2 separate regions of the Zea mays genome follow, and region 2 is linked to region 1. A link is a contact called in public Hi-C data. All regions are on one chromosome and are shown on one strand. The core of a region is the stretch at or near the end of the contact, and the rest is flanking DNA. Distances in the headings are between cores, read along the strand shown. Region 1 holds the start of LOC103645990. Region 2 holds the start of LOC103645992 (wall-associated receptor kinase 4).

The links. A called contact is a pair of places that touch in the nucleus more often than the background predicts.
Region 2: a Hi-C map of ear shows a contact between it and region 1, with 1.8 times the contacts expected there. The contact joins the promoter of LOC103645992 here to the promoter of LOC103645990 in region 1. A contact is called at or near these places in 3 of 25 Hi-C or Micro-C datasets (ear, leaf and tassel).

The regions. Positions count from the first base shown.
Region 1 is chr2:12,965,318-12,972,436 of Zm-B73-REFERENCE-NAM-5.0, forward strand. It overlaps LOC103645990, which reads right to left and starts at 2,415. Exons shown (of 14, transcript XM_008670729.3): 1 at 1,996-2,415; 2 at 529-1,065; 3 at 1-440. The coding sequence starts at 2,229.
Region 2 is chr2:13,148,391-13,155,509 of Zm-B73-REFERENCE-NAM-5.0, forward strand. It overlaps LOC103645992 (wall-associated receptor kinase 4), which reads right to left and starts at 4,169. Exons shown (of 5, transcript XM_008670731.2): 1 at 3,105-4,169; 2 at 2,175-2,330; 3 at 1,506-1,529; 4 at 1,100-1,276; 5 at 1-888. The coding sequence starts at 4,107. It overlaps LOC103645993 (a long non-coding RNA gene), which reads right to left. Exons shown (of 3, transcript XR_002267510.3): 1 at 7,040-7,119; 2 at 6,784-6,946; 3 at 5,911-6,365.

The DNA.
Region 1 (7,119 bases), core at 1,165-3,664:
TCTGTAAGCTCATCCACACGATAATCCAAGAAAACTTCCTGGATCTCCTCAGAAATGTCCATATTGTCCCTGTTCCCTAATAACAAAACATCTCCAAGAGAAAGAGGTAGACCACATATGTCAATCTGCTTGCTGAATTCCTTCAAATTTTGAAGGAATCGAGTACAGACACCAACAACAGCAACATTTGTGGGAGTGCATGTAAGAGTTCGGCATTTCAAACAAGCCAAAGCCCACAATAGAGCACTAACAGTCTTGGTCTTTCCAGTACCTGGTGGGCCCCATATAAGTTTTGTGAGGTTCAAATGTCTACATCTTACAGCAGAGATGATAGATTCAATGGCATCCAATTGTGACTGATTTAGATTAACTGGTGGTAGCTCTGCAGAAGACATTAAACAGTCATCCTTTTTAGCACAGACAGAACAGACATCTTCACCCTGCAATGGAACCAACAAAGAGTTAATTAGCAATGACATGGCATGAAAATTAGGAACATACAAAATAATAACTTGAAAGGTATATTACCATATTTCTGGGGGCTAAAAGTGACTTGATTATTGTAAAATTATTATTCATGCTTGAGTCAAAGCAAAGTGCTTTCCATATACGCATGTTAGCCATTATATTATCAAGAAATGTTGCATGCACAAGTTTACTAAAGTCTCCTTCTAAACCAGTACTATTTGAAACTTTCACTTTGAAGCCCTTCTGATATTCATCATTCATAGAAACTTCAGTAACCATTGCCAAGCAATATGTTAAACCATAGCGGTTGAAGTCATCTGCAGCTTCAGGCTTCATGTTAGACAAAACAAATATGTCACCGTTCCTAGCGGTGTAGGTCTCGGTAGAAAAACCAGCACCATTGTCCCAAAAGTCAACATCCATAGAATGCAATCCTGATTTCCCTGCAACTTTAAAGGAAAGTATTTTCGAAGACGGTGCTTCTGCAATGAGCTCAAGGCACGAGTTTAGGCATGATCTTGTTTCTTCGATCAGAGGTGTCATATATGATCGCAAGTAGTCATCAAGAGAACCAAAGCTGAAAGGGATCCTCTCCACCTGAATAGACAAACAGTTGGTGAAAAAACAAAGGTGGACATAAAGCAGTGGACACAGTATATTTGCTCATTACTTAGAAAACTTGCAAAGAAATTTTGGGATCATATGATGGCGAGTCATAGCAATATACCATGGTGGTTCTGTTACCTAGTATAGTACCTTAATGTTTTAATTTTGGGCCTGTGAGGCCGGTAAGAACTTAACTGGGCATGTGAAGTAATTTCACGCATGTGCATTCTCGGGGGGAAAACTCATGAGGTTAGGTGGGACAAATGAGAACTAATGATTTTTTTGCTATTATAGTATTCATATGAAGCGACTTCTCCACGAGTATTAACAGATTAGGTTTCTCTATAATGCTACTTACACGTGAGAAATTTCTCTAAAATAGAATTTCACCATTATTTGATTAGTTTTATTTTTTTCTTGTTTCTATCACTTAAAATGACAGCTGTACCCTTACCTTCAATAGTGGTACCCTATGTGGGTGGCTATGTTCACGAACCTCACCAGCCCCTACGTGCGCCTCCCCCAGCCACGCGCCGCCCTCCCTGTGGCTGTGACACCACCAATGCCCAGTGTATGACCAGCGTGCATCATCTAGGGGCTAGGGGTCCTAACAAACTATGGTCAGATTGTTCTCACATGGAGTTGAGGAAACGCCAGTGACTCTAGGCGCCGTCTCCTACATCCGAATGGCCAGCTTCTACCACGCAGCCACAAGCCGTGCCAATAAACAGCAGGATACACATCAAAACCAAAGGAAACATCTAACCATGACTCCACGAATCGACCTCCTCACACAAATGACGCAATAACTACCCGAAAGAGAGAGAAACACACATAAAAACAAAATCGCTAAAGTTGGCAACCACCCTTCAAATTATAATCGAAACCAAGAGCGCGCCAACCGAAGGATCGATCGATCACCTTCGTCTTGTAGAGGTCGTCGTTCGTGATCTCCTGCACCGACCAGGAGAGCACGATGTCACCCAAATCCATCTCCTCCCTCATCGCGCTCGAAGACTGTTCACCCGCTCGCGCAAGGACGAGCAGGCCGCATATATTCACAGTAGCAGGGAAGGGATGGAGGGGCGTCGAACTCGAGGAGTTGCTGCAAGTGAAGTGAAGGCAGTGCGACTGATGCTCAGTGGAAAGCCGCATAGGTGATCAGAGTGGTGGGGTTTAAATGATCTTTTGCTTCTCGTGAAAGAAATGAGTACTGAGGAAGTGAGGAGGCGGTTCGTCTCTCCCCTCTGTTCCGCGGCCGTGGCCTCGTCTCCTCGGGCTTCGAGTCCGTCACTCGTCAGTCCCTTTTCGTGGAGATTGGAGAGGGCAAAGGGCTGGGCTGACGAGGATTGAGCGCTAAAGGAGAAGGCAGTTTGCTTGTCGATCTTACTATTAGATTATCTCCGGCGAGAAAATTGCATATTTGAGATTCTAAATATTATGCTTTATAATAATGCCATCTAAAATATTTGTTTCGTACAATGGTACTACAAACATATTTTAATTGATTATACTGTCATTAACCAATGTATTCTCTCTTTTTTAATTTATTTCCATGTATTTAGCATCAAAGAGACAAAAATACCCCTGTATGCTTTTACGATCTCTTTCCTATCTCTATCTACAAATTCTCTCGCCGAGTCTCGTGCTATGGACGATTCGCACAGGAGCCACCAGACGGGCCGCGCAGTCCGCCAAGGTCGACCTCGCCACATCGTCCGCCAGATTCACCCTCGACACGCCGTCCACTGAGCTCACCACGATCGAGCTGAAGGAGGACGCGCGGGCCGTGCCAACAGTCGTGCTCAGCGAGGATGTGCTAGCCAAAGTCGTGCTCGCTAGGGCCGCCTCGCCGGCACTCCCTGGGACAGCCATGGCTGCCGCGTTGAGCACCGTTCTGGCGTAGCCGCATAGGTCGCGTTGGCCAGTACCGCCTCGCCTGCTCTCCCTGTGAGGATCGAGTTTATTGGATCTTCGGTATCCCGAACCAAGGGCTTCGTAAAATTATTATCCTCAACCTTGCAATTGGATTTGCGGTATTATAACTGCCGTTTGTTTGCAAATTTGATATCGTGCAGAGGTTTACTCGCTGCCGAGTGTCATCAACCGAAAACTAAAGTACAGGGTGGCCGTTTTGTTTCGTTGAAGAACTACTCTTCGTTACTCATAACAGATCCAACTCGGGACTCCCCATTCTTCTTCGTTCGGCTTCTTCCCACGCTCGGCTGCAGCTGAGCTCGTCGGCAATGGAGCCGCCGCCAGTCCCGGCGCTGGTCCTCGCAATCGACGAGTTCGCGGCCAACATCGAAGGTGCGTGCCAGCCAGAGGAGTCCGTGGAGAGGGAGTCTCCCCAGCGTCGTCCGGTGTTTGCTACTGTCCCTTCACTGGCCGATGTTTGCATGTTCCTCAATCCGCCGTCGATGGGCAGGCGAGAGCGGCGAGGAGGACGCCGAGGAGAGCGAGGACAGCCGCGTGCCTACCAGCAGCGCCATGGCGCGCGCGGTAGAGTCTAGTCCTGTCCAGCGACTCCTCCGCAGTGCCCAAGTCGTCCCCGCCCTCGGGGACCGGGCTCGGGTCCTTGGACGTCGGCGACGGCGGCAGCCTGGCGACGATGAAGAAGCCGTTGGACACCTCCTCCGCCAGTTCGGCGTCCTCGTCGGAGCTGGTGGTGTCGTCGAAGGCTCGCTGACATCCTCCTCCGTGGATGAGAGCTGCGTCGCGATCCGCGGGACGACGAGCACCCTAGTGCGTGCGTGCAGCGGTGTGGAGGCGACCGCGGCCGAGAGCAGCGAGGAGGACGTCGTCGTCCTATTCATCTTCCTAATCTCATTCAAATCGTCCCAGAACAGCTAAACTCGTCCACGGTACCAAACGAACGAACGAGCTGCTGTTATAATACTACAGTTGCAATTGACACATTCGGGTGACTATATTTATGAAGCCGAGTATTCGGGATACCAGCCATCCAAAAAGCTCGTGAGGATCATAGATGTCGTCTCTTTTCAAGTTCTATTTTTTAGATGAAAATATATTTTATATAAACTCATTATTTTTTTTTGTGATGAGGTGTGAATCAGCACATTTTTATGATTATTTGTGGCTATTTAACATTTATGAGATGAATCCATTCGTTTCGAGTAAATTGTCCTCTACACGCTACTGTTCGTGATCGTCTCTGTTGGTGAGCAGCACCATGAGGCTCAGGACAGGAATGACGACGATTTTTACCCCAAGAGAAAGGGCCAGTGAGGTCTTGTACCATGTAGCTGCATCCATCATCAATCGCACGTACGGTAGCATTAGTGTTTGCAATTTACTGTTGGTTGTTGGTTGATTATCATTGTAGCAGACGATCTCTATAACGAGATGTTCGGCGAGCAGTAGCAGTTGTTCAGCCATCAGCACCACCAAACCTGGTGGTGAGCTGTTAGGCGAGCAGCAGCAGACGGCGAGATGTTGGCGTGATCCTGGTGGCCAGATCTTTTAAATTACAAAACTAATTAAATTTATATATTTATATATGTAATATATTTATATATTATCTTAAATCATATGAGATAGATAATTATACACTACATTTATGTTATAGCGAAGCAAGTAGATGAGTATGCTATAAGTTGTACATTGGAAAAATAGCATGTAAATCTATAGAATCAATTTGCATCTCTCACCTCATAAATTTGAGATAGACTTATATGATAACTTTGGAAAGTGGTGCAATGTCACATTCTAAAAAAATAGACTATTCTATTAGTAAGATTTTAATTCCTCGAAATGAAAGGAAACAAACGGGACCTATTGTGTACTTGACAGAGTTTTAAAACTGTCCTGTTTCAGACAAAATACACGAGATTAGACTAGAAAAAAAAAGAATACATAGTTAATGGCAGTATAATCAATTAGAATATGTTTGTAGTACCTTTTGTACGAATCAAATCTTTCAGATGACATTATTACGAAGCATAATGTTTAGAGTCCTAAATATATATGTCGGGTACCGTAATTAGGGGTACCCCCAATACTCCTAAACACGGCTGGTAAGCACCCTCAGCACAAACCGCAAAGACTGATGGGCACGGTTCAGGTCAAGGCCTCGTCTACCAAGGGACGCAATCTCGCCTCGCTCGAGCCCGGCCTCGGGCGGGAACAGTAGTCCCGGACGAATTCACGCCTCGCCCGAGGGCCTCCTCAGGCGATGGGCGCACCCTCAGCTCGCCTGAAGCCCAGCTCGGGCAGGCTTCGTCGTGAAGCAACCTTGACCAAATCGCCTTACCAACCGACCGTATCGCAGGCGCATTCAATGCGAAGATCGTCTGACACCTTATCCTGACATGTGTGCCGCAGTCGGCAAGGTCGAAGTGACCGCAGTCGCTTCACCCCTTCACTGACCGATCTGACGGGAAAACAGTGCCGCTTGCCCTGCTCCGACTGCTGTGCCAACCACCCGGGTAAGGCTGACAACAGCCGAGTTCAGCCTCGGGCGCAACAGGAAGCTCCGCCTCGCCCGACCTTAGGCCTCGGCCTCGGGAGGAGGTCTCCGCCTCGCCCGACCCCGGGACTTGGCCTCAGCCTTGGCCTAGGGAGGAATCGCGTCCTCGCCCGACCCCGACCTCGGCCTCAGGAGAAGTCTTCGCCTCGCCCGACCTTGGGCTCAGACCGACCGCGCCACAGGGGATACATCATTACCCTACCCCTAGCTAGCTCAGGCTACGAGGGAACAAGACCGGCGTCCCATCTGGCTCGCCCCGGTAACAGGTAATGATGGTTCCCCACGTACGTCTATGACGTCGGTGGTTCTCAGCCCCCTATGGAAGCAAGGGGACGTCAGCAGGATCCCAACCGCACCGCCAGCTGTGCTTACTACAGGGCTCCGGCACTTCTCCGACGGCCACGTTATCACGTACACAGGGCTCAAGCACTTCTCTGACAGCCACATTAGCATGTACACAGGGCTCAGGCACTTCTCTGCCAGACACGTTAGCGCATAGCTACACCCCCCATTGTATATCTGGACCCTCTCCTTGCATCTATAAAAGGGAGGTCCAGGGCCTTCCTGCGAGGAGGTCGCGCGGCGGGGGAGGGACGACCTAACGAACAGGCTCTCTCTCTCGCGACGCTTGTAACCCCTACTACGAGCACCCCCAGTGCGAGATAATACATTCCCCCTTATGTTCCATCTTGCGCCAACCCATCTGGGCAGGGGCACGCAGCGATAAATTCACTGGTCGGCTCGGTTGAGGGTCCCCCGGGGTCCGAAACGCCGACAGTTGGCGCGCCAGGTAGGGGCCTGCTGCGTGTTAACGAACACCTTCCCGTTGAGTTCCAGATGGGTAGTCTTCAGCAACCTCTTCAGCCCGGGACGGTGCTCCGCTTCGGGAGTCTTGAGTTCATGTCCTGCGACGGCAGCTACGACATGGTACTCCTCCCCTTGCAGCACAACAACAACGATGGTCGTCAGCTCGCCCGGCGGCGGCGAACTCGACGACGTCTTCTCCCCGTGGCGGAAGAGCAGCATCCGGGTTTGCCCTGCCACCCTCCTCGTCGCAGGAGGAGGAGACGGGGCAATCGTGGCCAGGCAGGAGGCGACACCTCGTCGGCTGTCGGTCTAGAGCGGGTTGACGACGCCGGAACCCCAGCGGGGGACATGTCAGACGTTGTCCTCTCACCTAAGACAACGACGGATGTCGTTTCCCCGCAACGCGCCTACCCCAAGCGGACTGACGATGCCAATACCCTCGCAAAGGACTTGTTGGGCGTCAACCTCGTACCTGAGATGACGGTGCAGTCCATCCTCAGCGCGACTTCACCATCGTCCATCGATCAAGAGGTACCGTCCGTTTTCCACCCTATGCCTTTTAGATTCAGCTTCGATCCACCAAGTGACCCCGCTTCGGTGAGCGCTTTCGTAAAGGCATATCCTAACCTTCCGGGGTACCATATGTGGTCATCCTGGGACCAACCGACGACCGTCTCAACCTACGGGCCCCCGGGTTCCGAGGAATAAGACAACCCCGACTCTGGTTGGGATTTCTCCTGGCTCAGTAA
Region 2 (7,119 bases), core at 2,919-5,418, 180 kb after region 1:
CTTTATTAAATAGAACCACCAGATGCATAGCCAAGTTACATGAATCTTCCGGCCTTGCTGCAGAAATAGGTTTTTGCCTGGTCAACAGTTCTGCAAGAACGACTCCGAAACTGTAAACGTCACTCTTCTCGGTGAGTTGGCTGCTTTGGAAATATTCGGGATCGAGGTACCCAATAGTCCCCTGAATAAGAGTAGTTATATGGGTTTGATCAAATGGGACTGATCTTGATGCACCGAAGTCTGCTATTTTAGCCACGAAGTTCCCATCCAACAGAATGTTGCTTGATTTGATGTCTCTGTGTATGATAGGTATAGAAGACGCGGAGTGCAGATAGGCAAGTGCGTCTGCAGTCTCTGCAGCTATCCTTAAGCAGTCTTCCCATGTTAGAGGGCGAGTTGCATTTCTGTTGTGGATGTGCTGGAAGAGTGTTCCATTAGATATGAACTCATAAACCAGCAATGGTACCTGTGTCTCTAAACAACATCCCAAAAGCTTGACAACATTTGGGTGATCAATCTGTGACAAGATGGCAATCTCATTGACAAATTGCTCCACTTGGCTCTCATCGAACACCTTGGACTTTTTTATGGCGACTACAGTTTGATCTGGAAGAATGCCCTTGTACACTGTGCCTTGTCCACCTCGGCCAAGTATTCGACTCTCGCTATAGTTGTCAGTAGCAGCCTTGAGCTCTTCCGCACTGAATATCTTTGATGAATATTGGTCCTCGCCTTGAGATGTGATTGTTGAAAATCTCTGCTGCAGGAGTAAGCCACCATTCTTCCTGAATAATTCCGCTCTCTTTCTTCCTAGCTCTCTTTTCTTTACTGCCCAGCAGTAGCACGACGCAGCAGTGGTCGTTGTAACCATAAGCACAAGACTTACACCTGCATGTGTGGGAGTAACACTACTGAGACCACTACAAATAGGACTGAATGACTGATGAGTGATGACTGTTGAATTGATTATTTTGCTGCAGATTGTGCATGGTACAAGATTACTTGGCATGTTTAATCTTTTTTGAAGGAGTTTGTTGATTAATATGCATTGATGTAATGTGGTATGCATGTGCTATGCATTGAGGTTTGTTGAAGTTACCCAAAACTGTGTCAAGAGGGAAGTGCTTTTGACAGCTAAAACAGCAGCCTCTACCGTTTTTCCTGCCATCGCCACTCATCCCTTCAGGGCAGGCGCACGAAACAACTCCTTCCAAATCAATGCAATACTTAATGTATGTACAAGGGTTCTTTTCCGGGTGATCACACACGTTGATACCTGATAGATAGCCAAGGATCATCAACGACGTCTCAAAGGATAAATCAATGTGCATTAGGATAAATCAGAATGAAAATTAAAACTGTTAATTCTCTACTCCAATGCATCCCAATACATGTGGACCAGAGTGAATTGAAGTACTGCTAAACAAATCTCAAAGGATGATAGTCATGATGAACTAATTGATTCGTACACTCGTAGCAACGAACAAGTTATACAGAACATGTACCTTGAGGTTGTTGTGAAGGAGAAACTGCAGCATGAAAGAACATTCATTGTTAGATCTTTCGTTAGTACCTCTAAATGTAATCAAGGAATATATAGGCATATATCTCCATTAGTTCAGGATTTACCTTTCATATAGAAATTAATACCTTGAACATTAGATGAGGTAAGTGCAGACAAAAAAGTGTCAATAACCTCCCTTATTTTTTGTATATGCCTTTTGAGCATACAGTAAATTTTAGACATAAATAATAATATTTTATTGAGCTTAAATGACTTTTTTTGGTATTGTGGTAACTATAAGGTCTAAATTCTTATTTTAATAAAATATGAAGTAGAGTTTTCATAAAAGGTACCATAAGAAAAAGACTTATTGGTTTTTTTATAAAAGTTGTACAAACTAATGAGACTAAAATTTGAAAAATCAATGACGTCATGACTCATGAAGCTTGAGTTATGGTAAGAGCTATTGTAAGCTAAAACTTTAACTAAATGTATATTGAAATACGTGGAGGTGTGGTATAGAAAAAGAAAACATATAGATATGGATGGAAAAAATACACACTACTAATGATCATACTCCGAATATTCTAACTTGTGCAATGGCATGGGTTGAGAGATTATAGTTTGCTATAAATTGACAATTGAAGTTTGAAACGTAGAACATTATTACCAGGTGTCGCAAGAGTGGTGTTGCAGCCTGTTCCTGTCCTGTAACCGTCACCAATATTATTCTCGGGGCAAGAACAAGTATAGCCTCCCAAAGTATTGTTGCAGAGGTTCTGATAGGTGCAATTATTACTATTGTAATTCCGGCATTCGTTGATATCTTGACAAAGGGAGCAACACACTTCGTGTCAGAAAGCAAGGTGAAAGTATTTGTCTCCATAACAGACAATAAAACTGTACTACGTTACAAATGAAAACTCTTGTACGAACCAGACTGAAAGAATAATACCCCTCCCTAAATTAAAATTCGTTTTAGCAAATTAGTAGGTTTATACAATATTTGATGTATATTTTTTGCTTATGTGTACGAGAGACATTAAAGAGTAGAAGAAGTGAGCTCTCGTGAAAGAGTCGGCTGCTACAAGGCTACAAGACGAAAGGATGAAAGGAAAGAGATAAGAAATAATCTAATAGCCAACCTTATAGCTCACTATTTTTGGTTCTAGATGATAGGACAATGATTTAGAGCCTACTATGAGTTCTATTATTAAACTTGCTCTAAAGGATTGTCGGGAAAGGGCAAAGTGAGAAATGAAATAAAGAAAATATAGGATAAAGGGCATGTTTGGTTTAGCTTTTTGTGACGAGCTTTTCTAAAAATCTAGATTCTTGGAAAATCTAGCTGTGAACTTGAATATCGTGGGTCTGATGTGCGAAAGAAGATAAAGAGATTTATAGGGTTTAGAATCTAAATGACGAATTCCTTTTATCATCATGACTCGATAGATTTTGTGTTTACATTGATTTAGATATTTTTTTACGAAAACGATTCTCACTAAGGAACAAAACATTTAGCTGCTAGAAGCTGATTCTGACGGCCTCAATCTGATTCTAAGCTCAAACAAACACCCAAATAATGAAGAAGAAATTTCACCTTGGCATCCGTCACTGACGTACGGATTCCCGTCGTACCCGCTAGGGCATTTGCAGAGATAGCCCGCTCCGGTGGGCGCGTCGACGCAGGTGCCGTACTTGCACAGTTTCTCGAAGGTGTAGCTCTGAGTTTGCTCGCAGCTGGTGCTCCCAATCGCCCAATCCAAAACCATCCTGCGCTCACCTGGTGGCAGCAAGGCTGTTTTTAGCGGCCGTACCTCATCGCCACTGAACGTGAAGACCGTCTCGTCTTTGTCCAGGAAGAACGCGGCGCTGCAGGTTCCGTCCTCCTCGCCGGTGCCGTTGGCCGTGGTCCTTTCGAACGACAGGCTGAACGCCTTGGCGCCGTTCACCTGGTCCATGGGGGCCTCGCAGCAGGCTTCCCCAAGGCAAGAGCCGCTGATTTGGAGGGTGTTGCACGTGGTGGTGCAGCTGGTGTATAGCGGGCTGGAATCACCGGGCACGATGAAGAAGTTAGCCATGAGCGTGCGGTTGCAGCCGAAGTTGACCAGCTTGTTACTCTTGGAGAAAGTGAAGGGCGTCCCTTCCAAGCTCCAAGTGAACGTCGTCGTCGTCCCTTCCGAGCTCTTGGCGCCGGTTCCAGTGTCCGGCGTCGGCTTGCCCTTGCCGTCGTAGCACACCTGCGTGATGGGCTCCGCGAAGACGACCACGTAGCTGCCCGACACCGACACGAAATCGATCATGTATGCATCGCCGCCGATGGACAGCATGGCCTCCCTGTTTGGCCCGCACGTCACCTCGAAGCCGGGTAGACGCGACGCGCCTCTAGATCTTGTGCCGAAGGGCTCCGGGATGTTGTCGCACGTCATCGTCCTCCTCACACCACGTGGCTGGACTGGTGGCAGCGCCAGATCCTGCGAGTGCGCGGCGCGAGGCAGGGTAGAGACGAGAATGAGCGCCAGGGCGAGTGGTCGTGCAACCGCGTCAGCGGCTGATCGGCGGTTTCTTCCACGCGGCCGGCATGCCGGCGAGCGAGAAGGCATGCAGGGAACTGCTAAGGAATCATTTGCTAGTCTGGACTCTGGTCTCTGCTGGACGTGTATTGTTGCGTGATTTTCGTGGATTTCTTTCACGGGCATTTATCCATTTATTTTTGACGAATTAGAATTTACTTAATAAAATAATCTATTTAGTTTGAAATTTAACATTTTATCACTATTCAAAGTTTAGATATAAGTTTATCTTAAATTTATAGGGTGGAGGATGAGAAATGATTTTATGTATCACTAGAATTTGTTTCTACTCTATAATTTCTAGAACGTTCTTCGGCTCATATCTTTATATTAAAAATATAGTACATAAATATCTCTAACGTCTTGCTAATAATAATATACAAATATATTTTATATGAAACTGAATTAACTTAATTGATATATGCCTAAATTATTATTATTAGAATGAAATTCAATTTTAAGGATACAAACGAGTCGTCGGTCTTTTCGCTGGTGTACTATGATTAGCACTTAGCAGCACCAGTAGGTTAGGCAGCAGTCTTTTCGCTGGTGTACTATGATTAGCACTTAGCAGCACCAGGAGGTAACGGGCAGACAAATTCCAGTGGAAGACCTGCCACGATACGAGTCAACGCACCACGACGTTCGAAGCTACTATTCTTTTTCCAAGGAAAAAGCACGCATGAGGCAAGAGGCATGATGAATTGATGATAGGCAACAGGCAATAAGTTCTAGTGGGACTATCTTGTGGATCAGTGGATATGACAATAGTTTGCACTGGTGTTTCCACCGTCCGACCAAGGAACCACAATAATCCCTCCATTCCTTTATATTTCTCTTTTTTCTGTCCACACTCATCCGAATAATAATGAAGGTAAACTTACATACAAACAACATTCGTAGATCAATTAATGAATGATTATTTAGTCTAAAACAAATTATATTTTGGAACAGAGTTAGGCTCTTCACTACAACTAGGTAATTGCCCGTGCTTCGCAACGGAACCATTACAATGCAAAACACAATGGATTTGCACTTGCAATGGGGCCAGAAGCTCCAATATCTAGAAACGATTCAGAAGAGCAAATATCAGAAAGTGGAGCTTATTGCTTGTGAAATTGATCAAAAAAGCAAAGGACACTGACTTGAGACGACAGGAAAGAAAGGAGGTAAGGCAGAGCCCAAAGCGGATAGATAGAAAAAGATCCGCTGCTCAGTAAGAGGCTATTCATACTATTAACTCACCAAGCATTCTACCCGCTTTTCATAAAACTCGATATCATCTAGCACATGTAACAGGTGTCCATATATAGCATAGAAAAGATATAGCATGCACATTATGTCCTCCCCAATAACCTCGCATGCATGTCTCATGGCTTCAATATCCCATGAACTTAATGCATCATCATTGGACTGCTGAGAAAATAAAATACTATCAGGTAAAGTTCCCTCCTATGAAACATTGGATTTTCCATTAATCTTCTAGAGCACATTTGCCCACTTGTTGTGTCCTTGGCATTCCTTATTTTCCTCATGGAGGATACTTGCACATATCAACTGTTTCTCATGTCCTATTTCTTGTGAATTCTGGATAGGTGGATCCAAAATGGGCATTTCTAGTTCCCACTTAAAAAGAGTAGAGAAATTGAATCACTGCAAAATATCTGATAATTTTCACTCATCACCAGTATTTGTTTTTGCAAATCGCAATCAACTCCTCGCAGGCAGTCTAATAAATGAAACCATTCATGCTTATTGGCAAATCAAAAATAATTGGGAGATAAAATTCACTTTCTGTAACAAAACGAGTCCAGTGAGTTGAAACATGACAAAAAGCGCACCTAAGTAAATACTTTATTAGCTGGTAGTTGCTCGACAAGAAACCAAGAATCCACCACGTGTAGCAGTTGATGTTTTATCTTATTCACAAAATAGTGGTACAACTTAACAAAGAAACCTATTTCTCGTGGTTACTGTAGAGTGTAGACAATCGCAACAGCGCAGGGACGTAGCTCTAAAAAATAACCAGTAACCCAAACAATTCAACTCTCAAGCTAGCGAGTAGCAAGAGAGGCACATACAGACAGTATGCACACATAGGTGATTAGAGATGAAGCAACACGCATCGACACCCCTGAGGTCGCCGTAGACATCGATGAAGGTGGTGGCAACAAACGTCTCCACCTGGTTGTGGTCCTACAACACGTCGTTGGCCTGCACCATGGCGAAGGAGAACTCGCCCGCCGCGTGCTGTGTTAGATCCCACGACCACATCAGCTCGTCGGTGCCTATTTGTTCCATAAATAAAAGTGAGGTGAAATGGAGTTGGCTAAAAGCATATATGATTCAAAAGTTGGAAAGAATGTGATTCAATTGGGCATGCACACTGTTTCTTGGGGTTATGTGAGCTTTATCATGAGGTCTGAAAATGTGTGGTATTGTTAGAGCTAATGACAAAAACAAAACACCCAACGGCTAGACTGTTCAAAGAATATGTTACAATGGTTTAAATATAGTCATATGCCTTTTTATAGATGATCCAAACAAGGAGAATTAGTTGATCTCAGTAATGCTTGACCCAAATCTGATGCAAAACATAAGGTACGATAAGCAAGCCAGACTATGTACAGTGGACGGTTTCATCAAGGCCTCAAGGGTATTAACTGGAAGCAGCAAAAAATGGGGAAGACAGTTTGTTGCACTTACATTTTCTCTTTGAGTGATATTGTGGCATCAGGTTTGCCATCAAGAATATTCTCAAGAATTGTAGATGCAAAAAGAGCAGGTTCCTGATTCATCAAGCCGGTCTGGTCTCTAAGTTGCTTCAATTGCAGCGTCTTGACGTCCACATTATCAAGTAAAACTTGCCCTACAACACAATCATGACCACTTATTAAAATCAAATAGACTGACAAATTACAACAACATAAGGCTCACAGTTCATTTGCTCACCCTGATTAACCTTATCCCCAATGTAGCCCATCAGTCCTCTCCCAACACAAGAAACTTTTAGATTTCTTGTTTCTTAAATAAATCCTAAGG